Regions from separate parts of the Ovis aries genome. Here region 2 is linked to region 1. A link is a contact called in public Hi-C data. All regions are on one chromosome and are shown on one strand. Each heading gives the region's core, a stretch centred on a gene start, on an enhancer-like site or on the middle of the called end of the contact. The rest is flanking DNA. Distances are from core to core; before and after follow the strand shown. Region 1 holds the start of NCK1 (NCK adaptor protein 1). Region 2 holds the start of STAG1 (STAG1 cohesin complex component).

Region 1 (4,514 bases), core at 1,989-4,488:
AAAGTGAATTTAGTTACCAGGGTTCACTAATTTCTACACTTCACAGTCAAGCCTGTGATTAGTGACTTCTTACTGATTTAGTAGGTAGGATTTTGTTTTTGTTTGTTTTGTCCTATGTAGTCCTTACAGTGATATTAAACCAGATCATTCTCTCTAATCATTTCTAACTACAAGTCCTCAATAGTTTCCTGGGAAAGGTCTTGAGACACGGAGGCTCATTTTTCCTTTCCTTGTCTTCTCAAATTCTTTCCTCTGGGATGAATCAAGTGAACTACCTATATGTTCTTATCCTAGATTGATTAGCTACCTGTAGCTGAAACCCCATTCCTAGTCCATAGGTCATAAGTTTTGACCTAAATATTGTTGCCTGATTCTGGCTAGTCCACTCAGAACTAATTAGCAGGGTTGATTCCCATTTTTGGTTTGAGTTCTGCTAAAAGAGAGGAAGAAGAAGTCAAGCACATGTTTCTATTTGGAAGTTGGGGAGACAGTGTGAAAGGTCTCTGGGACAACACCCACCCCTTACAAACATGGGCTCCATACGTCTAAGTACACTATTGAGCAATTCCATACATGACTTCCTGTCTATCTACCCCAATGCTTTCCTCTCATTTCTGTCTCCTTATTTTTATTCTTCAATTCCTTCTCTTTCTCTTGTATTTTTTGAGTTTTTCTTTCTTTCTTTCTTTCTTTCTTTCTTGAGTTCCTGGTAAGAATAGGGTGATGAGGGAACATTTAAAGAAAAGTTAAAAGGAAAACATGTATTTACAGGAAACTAAAATCCTTTTATGAAAAAATTCTCTTCCTTCTTTTATTACTTAAACAGATGGCACACAGTAGTAGTTAAGAGATCTGGATCAAAATCTCACAGTCTGTTCAGATCATTGACCCATTCAAAATACATAATCCCTTACAAAATAAAATCTAAAATTAAACGACTTCAGCATATTTTTTTTCTGGGTTTATTTTCCCCATTTATGGAAGTGGTTTAAGCTGCCTGATAGCAAGGACTATTTTACCTGTTATGTTTGTATTCACATTCTCCTAATCCCATCACATGTTAAAAAGCTAAAGCTGAACTGAGCCAGGTGTAGCTAAGTTTGTTATGAGCCAGGTGTACCTAACAGTTTGTTGTGTGAAACTATTTTGGAGAAATAGTTTCAACCTCTGGACAATGGGTTTATACAGCTTCAAAAATGAATTAAATATCTCAATCCATAAACTTTATAAGATGTATCAACAAATAAAACTATTGTTAGACAGAGCTATAACAATAGTGTGGGCTGCTGTAACAAAATGCCATAGACTGGGTGGCTTAAACAACAATTAAACTTCTCACGGTTTTGGAGATTGGAAGTCCCACGTCCGGATGCCAGCATGGTTAGTTTCTGGTGAACACTCTCTTCCTGGTTTGCACACGGCTGCTTTCTCACTGTGTCTTTTAGTTGTGAGGACAGACAGCAAGACAGTGTCTACGTCTCTGCCGTCACTTCTTATAAAGGACACTAATTCTATAGGATTAGGGCCCCACTCTTATCACCTCAGTTAACCTAAATTATCTCTGAAAGGCCTTGTCTCCAAATACAGTCACACTGGGGGGTCAGAGCATCAACACAGGAATTTTGAGAGGGGACACAATTCAGTCCATAGCAGCCATGATAAAATATACAAAGGTATTTAGATCCTTAGAATAAATCCAAAATCCACTTACATTATTAACTTTAGATCCTAATTACAGGATACAGATGGAGTTGCTGCCCAGATTTTCCTGGTCCACTTGCCCTCTCAACTTGAGGCCAGGAAGGGGCCACAGGTGATTTATGCTTGACCGTGTGATCATATATATGGCAAGTGAACCATATTCCTCTATTAGGATACAAATGAATAATTCTGAAGTTAAATACAGAAAAGCATAAATGAATGAAATTGGGGATTGAAGCTGTACTAATGCCTTAAACAATACTTACTGATGATCTACCATGTGCTAGAATCTGCCTGCAAAGTGGGAGACTTGGGTTCGATCCCTGGGTCCAAGATCCCCTGGAGAAGGAAATGGTAACCCACCCCAGTATTCTTGCCTGGACAATTCCATGTGTTACAGTCCATGGGGTCGCAAAGCGTCAGACAGGACTAAGTGCCTAACACTACCATGTGCTAGGTACTGGGGAAAAACAGTACTGACTGACATGATTTCTGATTTGAAATCATGTAGGGGTAGGGAGGTCTCCCCAGGTGGTAAAGAATCCCCTTGCCAGTGCAGGAGACGCTGGTTGTATCCCTAGGAAATGGCAAAAAGCTCCAGGATTCTTGCCTGGCAAATTCCATGGAGAGAGGAACCTGGTGGGCTTCAGATCCATGGAGTCGCAAAAAGTCTGGCTCTTTCAGCAGCTGGATGGGGAAAACACCTGTGCACTTACCAGGCTTCCCTGGGCGGCAAACGCCTACGCAGAGCCACAGAGATGGCTGGGGAGGAAGAGGCAGGTGATGGGGTCTGAGGCTCCGGCGTGGGGAGAACCAACTTACTGATGGCAGGTGTCTGGGGCTGGGCAGCTAAGAAAGAACAGACCTGTCACCGAAAGTCACTGTCCTCACAGCAAGGCTACGGCAACCAAGAATGGAAGCTATCCACGCACCAGGGCGCTTCGAAGGCCCTCAGACTCAGCTTATTTTGGTTTGCGGTTCAAGTTAAGGACACGTCTTACATTTTTCTCTCAGGACTCTACGTTCAGGCCTTTTTGTTTGCTTCTCATTTTCGCTCCCGTCCCTAAGAACTTTCCGCTGGTAAGACCTTCTTCAGGTGCAGAAACCAGAAGGAAGCTCCCAGAGCAGTCGGGGCTTAACTCGGAAAGCAGTCAGTTCTGTTGTGGAATCTCCTGTGGCGCTGAGGAGGAAGGCCCCAGAATAATCAGCCAGAGACACAGAAGCAACAAAACCCAGAAACTGGCAGGGCGCTTCTGTCTCTCTCACTCCCTCTCCACCGAGCAGCCTCAGCTCCACACCTAGCACAGCAATTGATTGACAGGAGGGCTCGCCCAATCCCAGAGCGGCGAAGACCGCCCTCGCGTCAGTGATAGGAGGGAAGGGGAAGACTGAACCTATCAGATTGGGCAGGGAGGGGGGGTTTCCTGTCTGCGCGGGTCCGCCCAGGGCCTCGCGACCGGTCGGCGCTGCAGCCCCGCCCTCCCGCCGCGCACGCCCCGCCTCTCTCCCCAGAGCTACGCGGCGGCAGAGCGGAGGCCTCGTGCCGTAACGGCCATCGCGGCGGCCGTGGCGGCGTCCCTGCCCTCCTCAAGTGAGCTGGCGCCGCCCGGGCTTGGCAGAGGGGAGGTGAGACGGTCCTGCCGGCAGGCAGACGCACAGACAGCCTTTTTCTCGTCTGGGGAATCTACATAGCCCGTTACTTGCCGCGGAGCTTCCTCTTCCCTGCTGAAGTTAGCTCCCGGGGCGCCGTCTGCCGGCTCGGAGCGAAGCCGGAGGGGGCGGGGAGGCCGCTTGGTCGGGCCTGGGCTTTTTGCCTCGCGGCTTCGCGCGACCCTCCGGCCACTGCCCTGGGAGGCGCAGCCCTACGACCTTCCTGTCCCTCCCTGGAGCGTCGGGTCCGGGTGAGCGCTGCGGCCGGCCGTCCCTGGAGGCTGAGAGGTCGAGTGTGTGGCGTGCACCCTCCTCCTTTTCTTTACCTCTCAAAGTCCTGACGGCTTTGTGGCGCATTCCGAGGCCGCGGTGGTGGTGGAGAGGGGCGCTTACCTCTAGGAGTGGGAGGGAGCCGTTCAGGGTGCGGAGGATGGACATCCTCGGGATGCGCCTCCCGCCCCTCCCCCCACCCAGCCCCCTGCAGTTTCCCTTGTTGGGAAATCTGGGTTATTATAATATCATGGATTCGTACGTGAGTTACTTGGGCTGTAAGCTTTTGACTTGAGTTGTAATATATCCGGGGGGAAAAATGTATCTTGGTAGTTGGTTTTGTAACCTTTCCTGTGTGTGTCCATAAAAGTTTGCTATTAGAAGCTCGGGAAGCTGAATTTTGTGCCGGACTGAGAACCCTTACTTTACAGACGCCCAGTTTAGTGTCACACTAATGAACTAGTCACTTAAAAATAATTCTGCCCGTTAACTTTGGCAAGAAACCAGGGGAGTTAGGAAAGGATGAGTTGAAGAAATTTCTATCCCCATCTTGGGTGGTGAGCAAAAAAAAGCTCACTGTTCAGTCAGGACAAGTAAATGTTGCAAGAGGTATTCATTTTTAAAAATCTTACTTTGGTAGATGTAAGAAAGACCAACCATACAGTTTATTAAGCAGATGGAAAGTGCTGTGTCTCAACCCTCAGGGAGTTTACAGAGTAAATGGGGAATTATCCAAGAAGAAGGTTCTGTTTGGTAATTGTCAGTAATATTCAGTTCTTAAATAGATATCCCTCATAGTTTGATAGAAACTCGAGATCTGTGCTTTGGTTGATTAATAGTTTTATTTCATTTTTATTGCAAACTTTACGATTTTCTTCTTTGGAAAATTCTGA
Region 2 (4,925 bases), core at 883-3,382, 130 kb before region 1:
CAACTGAACTGAAGCTACTAAATGTGTGGTACCTCGCTATACATAAAAGGAAAGCTAATACAATCCAAAATTTTTCATTTTAGTGATAAGGAAAGTAAGGTTAAAACAGCGACCCCTCAAAGATCAAATACCTAGGAAAAGTTTAAAATAACTTCAGTCCTGGGCTCTCTTCCTACCACAGCCCCCTTAAGGCTTTAAGACAGTTACTCAAATCAACAGTACTTGCATACTGTGTTCAAAGGAAGCAATTCTAACAACATTTTCCATATGGAAAATAACAATTTTCCATATTTCACATCTATTTCAATACCCCTAAGTTTTGCCAGAATATCAAAACTGAAGTGGATATTGAGGAATTTCTAATCAAAGCAGCTTGGTTGTTAAAATGACCATTGACAGACCACCGGAGTAAACTTAACGTACGTTTTGAAATATAAAGAAAAAACGGTATCAAAACTCTGTCGGTTTTTTTAGTACTTTATTTAGATAGCAAACTACTTGTGTTATAACTATTCTCAAAGACTGAGAGCAAGTAAACAACCTTCCCGAACTTTTCGCTATTTCCTCCCTGGAGTAAATTTTTTTAGCCTGAATTTTTCGTACAGTATAAACATGAGTACAAGGTACACTATCCAATACAATACACAAGTTGTTTTTATTTTCACTGTTCTGAATCTTTATTTTCCTAAGTGCTTCACCATCAGAATTTGCAATTTTCTTAAAAAGGCACATGAAAATCTAAAAGATGGAGTCAAATACCACGTTAAGTCACAAATCACACAACTTTCTTTATGCCATGTCAAATACTTTCATAAACACTACGTTCGCGAAGAGATGAAAGAAAAAACTCCTCTCTAGTCACAATCACGAGAATAAACTATACACATCATCTTAACATCGACTAACAGCAAGTAATTCGCTATCGTCGCATACAAACAGCATTGTTTTGAAACTGTAAGTGCCCAAAACCATCCCCTGCTTTACACTCCCGGGACACGATTCTCTGCAATATGAAGAGAATCGGTAACATTTCAAATGTAGGTAGAAGAGGTGACGTGACAATCCTAAAACCTGAAAATTTCTCAGTCCCCACAGCACCCAAGAAGCACCCAGTTTGGACTCTCCGATCGAGGCCCAGGTTCAACTCCAAGCACTCCCGTTTCCCAGCTCTTCACCCCGCCCCCACCCCGAGAAAGGAGGGAAAACAACTTTTATTGGCCTCGTCTCCCGGGGGGCTGGAAAACTAGCGGGGCAGTGCTCCGGCCTGCACACGTTTCTCAAGGAGGCCTCCGTCGGGGGCGGGGAGGGCAGATAGCGGGAAAGCCCGGCTTTGACGTCCCCTCTGCCCCAGGCGCCAGCCCCCCGCTCCTCCCCATTGAGAAGAGGCCTGGGCCGGTCGCCTCGCCGAGCGACCCCCAGGCCCCTCAGCCGAGGCGAGCTCGTTGTCATGTGACGACGCCGCCGCCGCTAAAACACCGCAGAAACGCAGGGCGGCGGATGGCATTCGCACCAGCCCGCCTCGGCCCGGCCCCGCCGGGCGCGGGCGAGTCCCGAGAGTCCGGGCGGGGGGGCGGAGGGCGGGCTTGGCGGCGGGCCCGAGCGCGCCACAAAGGCTTCCGCGCCCGTCGCCGTAGTGCCCGAGCGGGCGGGGGCACAATTTTCGGGGCCCGCGGGAGGGGTGCGGAGCGACTAGGGTTCCGGGGTGCCCGCCGCGCCCACAGCCGTCCCCGCTGGCGCCCGGACGGCCGGCGACCGCCGCGCCCCGCACAGGCCTGCGCGGCCTCCCTCCCCCGCGCGGGGCCCGCGCCCGGCCCGCCCGCTCTTCGCTCGCGCTCTCTCGCTCTCGCCCGGCCTCCATCTTGGATCGGCGCTTCCAGCCCCCGCGCCGCTGCCGCCGCATTCCCCCTCTTTCCCGCCCCCCGCCGCCGTCGCCGCCGCCCGCGCTCACCTCAGCTGCCCATCCGGGCACCGCCAGCCGTCGACCTAGTTTCCCCCCAAAAGTCTCCGGTGTGTTATTCCCGATGTGGGGGGGTTGTTACGGGGTGGTCGCCGGGGGTTCGGGAGCGGGGGCCGCGCCTTCAACGGAGCTGCAATCCTAACCCGCCATCTGGTGGCATTTTCCACACGCCAATGGCGCCGCTGCAGACTTGGGTCCGGACCGCCCTCTGCTGGCCGCGGTGCTTACTGCTTCGCTGACGGGACGGGCCTACCCGGAAAGGGGAGGGAGCTGAGGCGCGAGCTGGGGGCCGCGGCGGGGACGCGCGCGAACGCTTTCCTGTGGGGATTGCGCGCACGCGCACCAGCGGGGCGGGAAACGTGGCCGCTGCGTGGCGGCCCGGCCCCCGCACGGAGCGCTGGCCCAGCTCAGCCAATCGCAAGCGGCGCATACCTCTCCGTGAGGGGGCTGTGGATGGTTTGTGGGCCGCCCAAGGCGGGCGGAAGGATGGCGGCGGTGGCGCCTGCGCGCCCCGCTAGCTGAGTTGCCGCCCGCCATTTTTGGAGCTTTTCCGAGACCTGGGAGGGAAACCCGCCCCTGGCCCCTTCACCGCGGCCCCTCCCCAGGTCGCGAGACTAGCGCACCCCCGCAGCCCCGCCCGGCCTTGCTGCCCCCATCCCCCGCCTCTGCAGAAAAGCGGAGGGGTGGCAGCGCTAAACCACGCTCCCGCCTGCTGGTGTCAACCAGGGCCTCAGAGCTTAGCATTGTACGAGCGATTTATTGTCTACTGTTGACGAGGTGCTTTCCCGGGCGAGGGTGAAAAGGTTTTGAGAGCTGTTTGGGACCTCCCTCGCCGTGCATCTAGACGCAACACTGCGCGCCCCAGGCCGATTGGCGTCGTCACTACCTCTAAAGCAGATCCTTTCCGTGGTGCCGGCTTTGCATAAGGCGGCAGCATTGGCTAGTTAGTGAGAAAAGAATGTAAGTAGATTGAGAAAATACAGCCTCCGCTTTGGAATCAGATTTCTCCTTCCACAGCCTAGGACTATTCTCAGTAGCTCTGAAATGGACGGGAGAATCGTAGCCGTTTAGCTGCCAAAAGGGAAACAATTGACTAGCGTGAGATCATGACCAAAATATGCTTTTGAATGTTGCCTTTTCCCTACTCTTCCCCCCCACCCCCCGCCTCTGCCTGATCGTGGCTTCTACCTTTCACCCACTCAAAACTTTCAATACAAAAGTGAATCCTTAATCTCCCAGGTCATCAGCCCCATTATGACTAAATTCTCTTGTTACTGTAGCCAGCCAGCTCTATTTCTGTATTGCCTTAGAATCGCTAGAATTGCTTAGACTCCTTTATAGTCTTAAGGGTCAGTCTCCAATAAATTATCCCTATTTCTGATTTCTCTCTCAAAGGTCACACTGTGTGGTTTTTCACTGGAGGAAGCCCCAGTTCTACCTGGATGGCTATGAAGTCGTGACCACACTCCCACTTGATACATATATATATATATATAAACTCATCTTTGGATGAATTCCTATCGTATTCTATACAAACTGTTTCTCATTTTCCTTGTTAAGGTGCCAGTCCCTATCCATACTAATAGATAAAATCATCTGGTTAACAGGGATCAGAGCCATGGAATTCCAGTTTGATATTCTCTCCATCTTAAAATATTTGTTGACACGCCGTGTTCATGACCTTTCAAATTCTCACCAAATTAACTCATTCTCCCTCTCCCCTTCTCCCCAACATCAGTGCTTCTTCCAGGACTACCTATGTCGTCCATTCCTTTTCCTCCTTCCACCACTACTTTCCTAGGATCTTATATCTCCAGTATCGTAGCCATTGGCTTCTTTCTGTTTTTCAACAGTTTCGAAGGGCTTTTTAAAAATGTGTACTACTACCTCCAGTTACTGTAATATCAACCTTCTTTTCACTGTCGCATTTCTTAAAAGAAGTAGTCTCCTGCTTCCACCTTATTCCTTACCTTTTATCAATCTAACCCATAATGGCAAACTGAATTTACACTTTAAAGTCCACAAGTTCTAACTTTCAACCGTTTTCTCATCCTATTTTTCTTGGCACACCCAATCCTTATCTCTTTCTTGAAACCCTGTGCCCCCCCCCAACTTTTTAAGACAGTTCCTGGGATCTACAACCTATCTGGTTTTCTGGTCTTTGTATTCCTTTGCTAGTGCCTCCTGTTTGTTCCAACCCATAGGTCAGCTCTTAGCTCTCTGTGGTGTTCTCTACTACATTATTGCCCTTCAAAAGTCTCCTTAAATTACTATCTGTTCCTGATTTTCCCTTAGCATTCCTCATATTCAGCTTTCTTGCCAGGAAGCTCCAGTGCAAAATTCAACATTTAAAATAATACATCTTTCTTACTCAAGTTTCTGATTCCTCTTAGTAGCTTTGTAATATCAGGTACATTCAACCTTTATCTATTTGATATGATAAAGTAAAAGTGGTTCAGTCATCTGACCCCATGGACTGTAGTCCACAGTCCATGGAATTCTCCAGGCCAGAAGACTGGAGTGGGTAACCTTTCCCTTTTCCAGGGGATCTTCCCAACCCAAAGATGGCACCCAGGTCTCCCACATTGCAAGCGGATTGTTTACCAGCTGAGCCACAAGGGAACCACAAGAATAGTGGAGTGGGTAGCCTATCCCTTCTCCACCAGATCTTCCCAACCCAGGAGTCAAACTGGGGTCTCCTTCATTGCAGACAGATTCTTCACCAACTGAGCTATCAGGGAAGCCCAAGATAAAGTAGAAAGTTTAAGTTCAGTCACTTAGTCGTGTCTGACTCTTTGCAACCCCATGAACTGTAGCCTCCTCCGTCCATGGGATTTTCCAGGCAAGAGTACTGGAGTGGGTTGCCATTTCCTTCTCCAGAGGATCTTCCCAACCCAGGGATCGAACCCGAGTCTCCCACATTGTAGGCAGACATTTACCGTCTGAGCCACCAGAGAAGTCTATAGGT

Evidence for each region. Hi-C and Micro-C count contacts between places; a contact is called where the count stands out from the background.
Region 2: a Hi-C map of liver shows a contact between it and region 1, with 4 times the contacts expected there. The contact joins the promoter of STAG1 here to the promoter of NCK1 in region 1. A contact is called at or near these places in 6 of 16 Hi-C or Micro-C datasets (hypothalamus, liver, mixed tissues and 3 more).

Annotation. Positions count from the first base shown.
Region 1 is chr1:252,946,616-252,951,129 of ARS-UI_Ramb_v3.0, reverse strand. It overlaps NCK1 (NCK adaptor protein 1), which reads left to right and starts at 3,238. Exons shown (of 4, transcript NM_001166199.1): 1 at 3,238-3,327. LOC121817339 (a long non-coding RNA gene) reads right to left here and starts at 3,013. Exons shown (of 3, transcript XR_006057174.2): 1 at 2,418-3,013; 2 at 1,712-1,866.
Region 2 is chr1:253,075,059-253,079,983 of ARS-UI_Ramb_v3.0, reverse strand. It overlaps STAG1 (STAG1 cohesin complex component), which reads right to left and starts at 2,132. Exons shown (of 33, transcript XM_060395498.1): 1 at 1,949-2,132.